2 separate regions of the Sus scrofa genome follow, and region 1 is linked to region 2. The links are chromatin contacts, called in public Hi-C maps. All regions are on one chromosome and are shown on one strand. Each heading gives the region's core, a stretch centred on a gene start, on an enhancer-like site or on the middle of the called end of the contact. The rest is flanking DNA. Distances are from core to core; before and after follow the strand shown. Region 1 holds the start of MBD3 (methyl-CpG-binding domain protein 3). Region 2 holds the start of MOB3A (MOB kinase activator 3A).

What was found. Hi-C and Micro-C count contacts between places; a contact is called where the count stands out from the background.
Region 1: a contact with region 2 is called in a Hi-C map of heart right ventricle, with 4 times the contacts expected there. The contact joins the promoter of MBD3 here to the promoter of MOB3A in region 2. A contact is called at or near these places in 2 of 5 promoter capture datasets (fetal liver and fetal skeletal muscle) and 1 of 47 Hi-C or Micro-C datasets (heart right ventricle).

Annotation. Positions count from the first base shown.
Region 1 is chr2:76,912,579-76,917,121 of Sscrofa11.1, reverse strand. MBD3 (methyl-CpG-binding domain protein 3) reads right to left here and starts at 3,242. Exons shown (of 7, transcript XM_003122994.4): 1 at 3,014-3,242. The coding sequence starts at 3,027.
Region 2 is chr2:76,472,322-76,477,001 of Sscrofa11.1, reverse strand. MOB3A (MOB kinase activator 3A) reads right to left here and starts at 1,605. Exons shown (of 5, transcript XM_021084201.1): 1 at 1,229-1,605. IZUMO4 (izumo sperm-egg fusion protein 4) reads left to right here and starts at 1,775. Exons shown (of 10, transcript XM_003123021.2): 1 at 1,775-2,046; 2 at 2,134-2,214; 3 at 2,330-2,401; 4 at 3,132-3,158; 5 at 3,256-3,331; 6 at 3,486-3,533; 7 at 3,616-3,630; 8 at 3,967-3,984; 9 at 4,200-4,214; 10 at 4,441-4,680. The coding sequence starts at 1,833. The coding sequence ends at 4,531.

The sequences.
Region 1 (4,543 bases), core at 1,993-4,492, 440 kb before region 2:
TCAGGGCAATGCGGGATCTCCAACCCACTGAGAGAGGCCAGGGATCAAACCCGCAACCTCATGGTTCCTAGTTGGATTCATTTCCACTGTGCCATGACAGGAACTCCCTTATCTTTCAATTTTAAAAATAGATTTTACAGATCTGTATAGACAAAAGATGTCCCTGATACTTTATCTAAGGAAAGAAAAATCTTCTGGATTTAGTAAAACCACACATATAGAACAAGCACTGTGACCTTTCTATGAACACAGACCAACCTGGGAGAGCAGAAAGGCAGCCAGAAGCTGGAAAGAGGGCAGCTCTGGGCTGAGTCGGGACCCCTGAAGCACTGGAGCCGTTAGAACCTGCTGGGCTGGTACCTGGCAGGCCAAGAACATGGAAGCCAGTGCCTAGCATGGACACAAGGCTGAAGGAGGTATAGTAAGTGTGGTATCGCCAAAGTGAGACCCAAACAGCAATCTGCAGCTGGTTACAGCATCCTGCTGAGCACCTTCTGCTCTCCTAAGCAGATTTCTGCCTTTGAAAGTCCTATTCCACACATCCAAAAAATGACTACCCCAGTCAAGGCACTAACTTCCCAAGAGCCCTTAACTTTTGCCTGATAGACACTGTCAGGCAATGAGGCTGCTTCATTCAGTGGCCCCCTCCCCACCTCCTGGTGCCAAGTCAGAGGGCTCTGTGGGGACACCTCCATAGGATGGTCTGTGAGGTCACCCTACCTTACCTGCCTGTATGACAATCTTGCAAAGAGCATCCTTGCTCCCTCCCACTCTCTGGACCAGAAAAATCACAGGTTCCACATCCCTAGGGGCAGGGCTAGGATCCAAAGATAGGGCTGTCCCACTCAGGGCCCCTGAGATCTGCCTTCCCTCTGCATTAAGAGAACCAAGAAAATCCCTGTGCTCCTGCCCAGTTGCCTGACTCAGCAGTGGCTCCAGCAGGTGGTGGGAAGGCCAAGGACCCACATTCCAGAAAACACCACAGGTTCCCTATCACATACTCCCCAGATCACCTACCTGCCAGGGCTGGGAGAGCAATGGACCTGTCGCAACCACCCCCCTATAGGCCCTCACCTCCCACTGGACTGAGATCCATCCTGTCCAGCCTCAGTCTGAAGCTCTTCCTACCACCAGACCCCAGTGCTCAGGACAGGGCCTTGCAGTGGGATCCCACTGGCTAAGGCCCTGAGAGGCTCTAGCAGGCGGGGACGAGAAGTGGGTGATGATGGTCTGGGGCCCTCTAGCCATGCTGGCCTTGGTTCAGTGTCCAATCCTCTGCACAGGCTGTCTGCACTCCCTGGACCACTCTTCCCAGCTCCTTGGCCAGGGCTCAGCTCTGTGTCACTTCCTCAGACAAGCACTCCCTGACTGGCCCTCGCTCAAGCAGGCATCCGCATCATCTGTCCCTCACAGATCCTGCATCTCTGTGTACGTCATCACATGTAACTTCGAAAGGAATGGGGTGATGGCTGGGGCACCAGCTGTCACCCAGGAGGGGAGGGCCTGGGTCTCACTCCCAGAAAAAAGACTGGGACAGGCCCCCAGCAGGTGCTGAAAAGACATCCATTAAATTAACAAAGGACTAGAAGCTGAGACTTGCCTTGGTTTTTAGATCTAAAAGGAAGTGAGCAACAAACATGATCGGAATTAAATGAGCAGGTGGGTCCTGGCCTGAGGCCTCTTCACAGACTACCAAACTACAGCACTGTAGAACTACAGGACTACAGAAGTAGGATTCAGGTTTTCTAAAGAGCCAGCAATGGAGTGATCTCACAGTGGCAGTAAAGGGGGACACACATACACCTCTAAGAAATGCTTAATTCCACCATCTCATGCCTGAAGTTATGGGATCCCAGCCAAATACGGCTCACACTGGGGGATGTCAGTCTTGTTTCCCCTTTCAGAAACTAGAACCTGAACTTGTTCTGAACAAGGTGCCATCACATCCTTACTTACTCCCCTCCAAAAGGGGTTAGCAAGGCCAGGACCTGCTGCACAACCCCATCACTGGGCAGGCATTCAACACGTGGCAGGTGTCCTGCCTGCCTTCCTTTCTCCAGAGTCCTGAAGCAAAGGGGAGTGAGCCATCAAAGCTGGCTCAGACACAAAACCATCTTCCACCAGTCAGGAGAAAAAAAAGGAAGAAGGCAAACAGCAGGTGGCCGACGGTCTGGGGCTGGGTTTCCAGTCGCCTACTAATTGTTTGTGGAGAAGGATCCTTGTCACTTTTCCAAAGCCAAGGGCAGCCCCCCTTTCAATTTGGGTGAGAAGAGCCCACAAATCTCATATCCCCCATCTGGCGGCTGGAGGGGCCAAAACCCAAGGGGGGCGCTGATCTTGAAACGCACCCAAGGATGGGGGAGGGGTGGCTCTTAAAAGACATGCTGTGGAGTTTAGGCCACCCTGGGAAGGGCTCAGGAAACTGCATCTAAGTTAGCCCTCTCCCTAGACCTCCAGGTCGAACGCTGCTCCCCGAACCCCTGGCTCGCCACCCGCCTCGGTGTGCACACCGCCCCTGGAGCGCCCCACGCGGATCAAAGGGACAGCCCAGCCCCCACCCCCGCCTCCCAGCGGCGTCTGGCCCGGGCCAGGGGGCCCCTCGCCCAGCCGGCCGCTTCCCCGCGGCGGCCAAACAAAGGCCGCCAGCAGCCGGGGACCTGTCCCAGAGCCATGCGGCCATGCTGCGAGAGCACGCACACGAGCAGGGGCCCTGGCGGGCACGCACGCGCACTGGGCTCGGCCCCGGCGGGCACGCACGCGCATGGGGCCAGGCGCCTGCCGCGCGCCAGCACGCACGCACGCACGCACAACGCACGCGCGGGGCCCAGGCCGCGGCCCGGGTCGGGGCACCCAGGCCGCCGCAGAGGCCGCTGGGAGGCGCCCGTTGGGGCCCTGCCCGGCCGGCACGTTCATTCACCTATAGTAAAAGACATCCCTGTGGCCGGCCGACAGCCCCGACCTTCTGGGCACTTCTTCCCTCTCCCAGCCCTGCGGGAGCGCCGGGCACTCCCACCTCTTCCGCTCCATCGCGCCCGCCTCCTCGGCTCGCCGCCGTCGCTGCCCGGACCCCCGCGCACTGCCGCCGTCTCAGCTGCCTCCACCGATGCCGCCGCCACTTGCCGCGGCTGTTCCGGCCCTCAGGCCCCCACCCTCCGCCCCCAGCCGGGCGCGCGCCGGCTTTGCCGCCCTCTCGGCCCCCTCCCCGCGCTCGCCAGCCCCCGCTCGGGGGGCCCGCTCCGCCCACCCGCCCGCGCGCGGGGCCCCGTGCTGCGCAGGCGCCGCCCCGCCTGCGACCGCCGGCTCCGCCCTATGGCAGCGGCGCCAATCATAGTGCGGCCTGTAGGCGGGGCCTGCGGCGGCGCGAGGCTTGTCCGTCTCGCGCCTGCGCCCTGGGCTGCCCTCGAGCAGCGCGCTGTCACAGCGGGGTTAGCAGTTACAAGCCACAGTCTCTCTTCTGCGACCCTCCTTTCCTCCACAGCTCCGCTTGTCTCCGAGGATCCCCTTCCAGGGCTGGACCGCCACCCCTCCACCCTGGCAACTACGTCTTGGGGGCCTTATCGGTGATCACCCACCTCCACATTCCAAGACCCACCGAACGCTTCAGCGACACCTTAGGATCCAGAAATCAGTACTCCTTTCTCCTCGCCTCCACTTTAGTCTAGCCGCCTTCAGTCTCCTGGGGGTCCAATATCTTCCTTGGGAATCTCCCGCCCCCTTTGTGTCCCCTCCTCCTTCCTCAGTCCCTCCTCTGGCTGCGCTTCTACCCCTGGGCGGAGTTCGGCCGGCCCAGACCCGGTGATAAAAAGATTGCTGAGTGGCCGCAGCTGTGGCCAGTGGCATCTAGTCCCTGGGTGAGTGAGGAAGCGCGGGTGGGAAGGTGCCACCAAGGGAAGCTGGAGCTCTACTGCTGGTCTCTTCCCAGCCCTGAGCCCCTGCGTTCTTTGCTCGAGTTGGTGTAAAACGGAAGCCCATGGCAGGCAGGGGTAACTTGTTTGTTTTAAAGTTCTCAGGTAAGTGCAACTTCTTAATTCTCAATTCCTTACATCCTTTAATCTTTTGGGTTTCTCAAGGGGTAGCTGGGCTGCGGTCTCACAGATAAAGGGCAAAGTGGCCAGACAAGCACCTTGGACTTTGGGTGGTCACCATATGACAAAGCTGGTTTGGGGCACTGGATTCCTGTGTGCAGAGTTCAGGCTCAAACCCAGGCTTCCAGGACCCTGGCCTCCCATGGAGGGCAGTGCTGGTAACTTTTTTATTTATTTATTAAAAAAATTTTTTTTTGCTTTTTAGGGCTGCACCTGTGGCATATGGATGTTCTCAGGCTAGGGGCGAATCAGAGCTGCAGCTGCCAGCCTACGTCACAGCAACACAAGATCTGAGCTGCTTTTACGACCTACACCACAGCTCGTGGCAATGCTGGATCGTGAACCCACTGAGCGAGGCCAGGGATGGAACCTGCAACCCCATGGACACTATTTGGGTTCATTACAGCTGAGCCACAACGGGAATTCCATCGTGCTGGTAACTGTGGTATGTGTTTTCT
Region 2 (4,680 bases), core at 356-2,855:
GAAAAAAAAAGGTGGGGTGGAACCCATCTGCTGGAGGACAGGAGCAACAGGGCAGGTGCTGTTTGAGGCAGGCACCAAATTCAGACTCTGGTGAGAAACTGGGTGCCCTAGGGTGTGGGCAGGGGTGGGGCAGCAAAGACTTCCCCTTGCTTCACTTCATGATCAGTACCACAGACACCGACAGGCTACCATAACTTGGGGTGGGGGAGTATGCCCCCAGGCACTCAGGGCTTCCGGAGGCGGCAGTGCTCTGTTCTGACATTGTCCATCCATGGCATCAGTCAGTGCTGAGTCCGTGAAATGGGCTAAAAAGAGCCCCTGAACTTTTATGCTGGGTGGAGAGTGGGATGAAGAAGCGGCTGACAGAGGCCAAGTGTAACAGAAGCAAATCCAAAATCACAAAGTGCAGGCAGGCAGTGGGGTATGAGATACAAATCCCATGCCACAATTTATCCAACTGTATGCTTTGAATGTGTGCAGTTCACTGCAAGTCTACTGAGCCTCTATAAAAAGGTTTAAAAAAAAAAAAAGAAAGAAATCCAAGGGGCAGAAAGCTCCTGTGAATAAATTCTGGGAGACTCTTACCCCCAAATGAGCAGTGGCTCTCTCAGTGGGAGAATCACTGGTCATTTATTTACAAAGAGCCTGTGACTCTGCGTATCTTTCAATCACCTCTCCTTCCCTTTTCAGCGACGTTTTGTAAAATACTCGGCCATTGAAAGCAAATACAAGCCCTATAGCCAGTTCAGAGACAGAGCTGTGGAGTCACCAGGTAGTCAGTGCCGACACCTGCCGCCCAGCCCTTGCCCGCTGCTCAGGGACTCTTGGGACAAGGAAGCCTGCTTGCAGAGGGCAGGTGTCCCAGTGGGCTGGGGGCCCTAAAATTCTGTGGGCTTTCCATCCATCAGGAGGTGGGGTCCTGATCAGCGATACAACCAGGGGTGACCTAAAGTAACATTTGTAACCGCTAATTGGACCAAGGGCCGCCACGGCTCCTGCCCCTCCACCACTGTTCACCCCCCTGAGGGGCCCGGTTGTCTGGTCCTCCGCGGTTGTCCCCCGCCCCTAAGGGCCCGGCCTCCCCGCCGCCCGCGGTCGTACCTCCTGAGGTCGCCCTGCCCGCGGTCGCCCTCTCTGAAGGACCCGGCCTCCCTCGCCTCTACCACCGTTCACCCCTCTGAGGGACCCAGCCTTCACACCGCCCGCGGTCATACCTCCGAGGACCCACCTGCCGCCTGCTGTCCGAAGGATCTGGCCACTCTCGTCGCCAGACTCCGCCCCCGGGGCTCCAATCAGCCTTGCCTCGCCGTCCGCCGCGGAAAAACTCCGCGCACCACTGCCCCGCCCCGGATATACTTCCGCTCCTGTCCAAGGCCTTCCCGGAAGTGGAGCGGAGACTGCCCGCGGGCGGAGCAGCTGAGTGCCCGGAGCGCTGGACCGGGCCTCGAGGTGGGGCCGCCGTGGAAGGAGGAGCTTGAGCGGGCCGAGAACGCCTGCGTGGAGCGCGGTCAGGGGCGGGGCCAATAGAGGGGTGGAGCCCTCTTTGGGAGCTGAGGTTGGTGGGCGTGGCTTGAAAGAGGAGTAGGCGGTGGGAAGTCGCTAGTCAGTTGCGAGGGCGGGCCTACGCCGAGGGGGCGGGAGAGGGCGAGGCTATGTCACAAGAGAGCGGTTGGTTGGTGAGCGATGGGGGCGGGGCACGAGGGCGCCGTTTGTTGGTGCGCGGCAGAGGGGCGTGGCTCGAGGGGCGCCGTCGGTTGGCCGGCGGCGGGCGGCGGGTGGTGGGCGGTGGGCGGTGGGCGCGGGCGGCGGGCGGCGGGCGGTGGGGGCGGGCCATGGCCCTGCTGCTGTGCCTGGGCCTGACAGCTGCGCTGGCCCGAGGCTGCTTGCACTGCCACGGCAACTTCTCAGAGAAGTTCTCCTTCTACCGCCATCACGTGAACCTCAAGTCCTGGTGGGTGGGCGACATCCCTGTGTCGGGTTCGCTGCTCACCGACTGGAGCCAGGACACGATGAAGGAGCTGCATCTGGCCATCCCCGCGGAAATCAGTGAGTACCCCGGCCCTGCCTGCACGCGCTCCACGCCCAACCAGACCCTGGGCCAGGCCTCTCTCACAACTCTCCTCTCACCCCCAGCCCGGGAGAAACTGAACCAAGTGGCAAACGCCGTGTACAAGAGAATGGATCAACTGTACCAGGGAAAGATGTATTTCCCGGGTAAGGGGGCGGCCGCCACAGTGGGAAACCGAGGAACAACCCCGCGGCCCCAGGGCATCTCACGCTGACCCATCCACCTGCCCCTGACCTTCTCCCTCCTGCCTCCCCCCATTAGGGTATTTCCCCAACGAGCTGCGAGCTATCTTCCGGGAGCAGGTGCACCTCATCCAGAATGCCATCATCGAAAGTGAGCAAATAAGGGCTTCGGGGATGGAGGATGCTGCCCAGAGCCTGAGGACCCAGGACCACAGGAGTGTTTGCCTCTTTCTAGGCCTAGGCCCAGGTTCCAGCCAGGGCCTGGCTGAGACTAGAGCCATGTGAATAGGGATCTGGCATGATGCAGCTGGGTGTTGGAACTCAGAAAGGACAGAAAGTGGGGAGAAAGTCTGCTCCCTGGGAGTTCCCGTCGTGGTGCAGCGGAAAGGAACCCGACTAGGAACCATGAGGTTGCGGGTTTGATCCCTGGCCTCGCTCAGTGGGTTAAGGATCCGGCGTTGCTGTGAGCTGTGACGTAGGTTGCAGACTCGGCTAGGATCCTGCATTGCTGTGGCTTAGGCCAGTGGCTACAGCTCCAATTCGACCCCTGGCCTGGGAACCTCCATATGCTGCCCTAAAAAAACCCCCCAAAAACACAAAAACCAAAAACCAAAAAAGTTTCCTCTCTGAGGGGGGACACTCTCATCTAGTGGACACCAATAGGACACCTGGAAGGATAAATTTTGACCTGTCCCTATCATCTCCCCTAGCCAGTCCCTGGAGGCCTGAGTATTGCTACTGCCCTTCCCCATGGTTTGCTTCACCCCAGGCTGGGGCCATGGACACTCCTGAGCCTTGGGCAGCCTGGGAAGGTGGGCTGGATGGGGAGGACAGTCTAGGCCTGCTAAGAAGATACCATCTGTGCTCTCACCCTTTCACAGGCCGCATCGACTGTCAGCGTCACTGTGGTGAGCCTCTGTCCAGGTTGTGGGGTGCAGCAGCAGCAGCATGGGGCCCCAGAGGCTGAGGGTGAGGGGACCTTCGGCTGCCTCTGGTCTATTGCAGGCATCTTCCAGTACGAGACCATCTCCTGCACCAACTGCACAGACTCACATGTTGTCTGCTTTGGCTACAACTGCGAGTAAGGCTCAGAATCACACACCTGCCTGTGTGCCCACCGCCCCCGCCCCAGCCACAGGGTCCAAGGGTCTCCCTGGAGTGGGCCCCTCCATCACCTGGGTGGGGGGAATGGAAGCTCCCCCCAGCTGGCCCCTCCATGTCCTGTGTGCCGGCAGGTCGTCGGTGCAGTGGGAGACAGCAGTGCAGGGCCTCCTCCAGTACATGTGAGTCAGGGGAGCTGGGCTTAGGGTGGGGACCCCAGTCAAGGCCACTTGGCCCCTGACTCCAAACCTGCTGTTGTTGCAGAAATAAGTGGCACAAGTAAGTTTCCCCTTTCCAAACCTGAGTTTGATCACAGGCAGTGGGGCACGTGTGCCCTCTCCGGTGAGTATGTGCCTGGCTGAGGCCACACCTGATGCCAGGGACCCAGATTCTTTCTCCCAGGGTCTTGGAGCTCAGCTGGCACAAGCGGTATATCCTGGTTAGAGTCTCCACAGAATCTGGTCCCACCCATGCCCCAAGAAGTGGGAATGCTGTGGTCAGAGGCAGGGAGGGCCCCCCATGGTGGATGTGGGCCCTAGTGAAGAGCCTAAGGACCACAGGCACAGCCTTATCCCCAATGCTTAGAGCTAACTGAGGCTGCGTCATTTCTTTCAGACAGAGCACCAGCACGAGGTGAGGTCTCCAAGGTCCATCCTCTGGGCAAGGAGGGGACGGGAGGGGTGGGGTTGTCCAGGTCATTGGGGGTGGACAGGGGTGTTAAGTGCAGTAGGCATAGCTGGGCAGCTCTCTCTGCATCTGGGACATGTGGAAGTCACCTCCGCAACCACGCAAGTGCAACACTTCATGAATAAACATGAGCTCCTCCTCCTCCTGGTCTGGACTCACAGAACCACTCCAGCCTTGTGAGTGACCCAGAGGAGGGAGGCTGCAGGGACCGGGCGGACTCCAGGGGCAGGGGCTCCCCCACTTCTTTGGAGCCCCGGTTGTGGGGGTGTTGGGCATGACCCCAGGGCTGTCTGAGTTGAGCTTTGGGAGTCTGCCTGCAGCTCTCTCAGGTGCCCCACCTGGGAGGAGGGGCCTAGCTCCCAGCAAAGGCCCACAGGGCAGGGCACCCCTATCTCCCTGCAGCCTGATATCACCAAGCTTCACCTGTCTGGAGCCCCCACATCTGGCCAACCTGACTCTGGAAAACGCTTCTGAGTGCCTGATGCAGCACTGAGGGGAGCCGGCTGGCCAGACCTGTCTGAGGCCATGGTGTGGGGCCAGGACTCCGTTGGACCGTTTGGGCCTGACTGATAGAGCAGGCCTGCTGCTGCCTGGGTGCCCCACCCTCCTTGGAGCCCAGGCCGGGCTGGGGCAGGAGGAGGG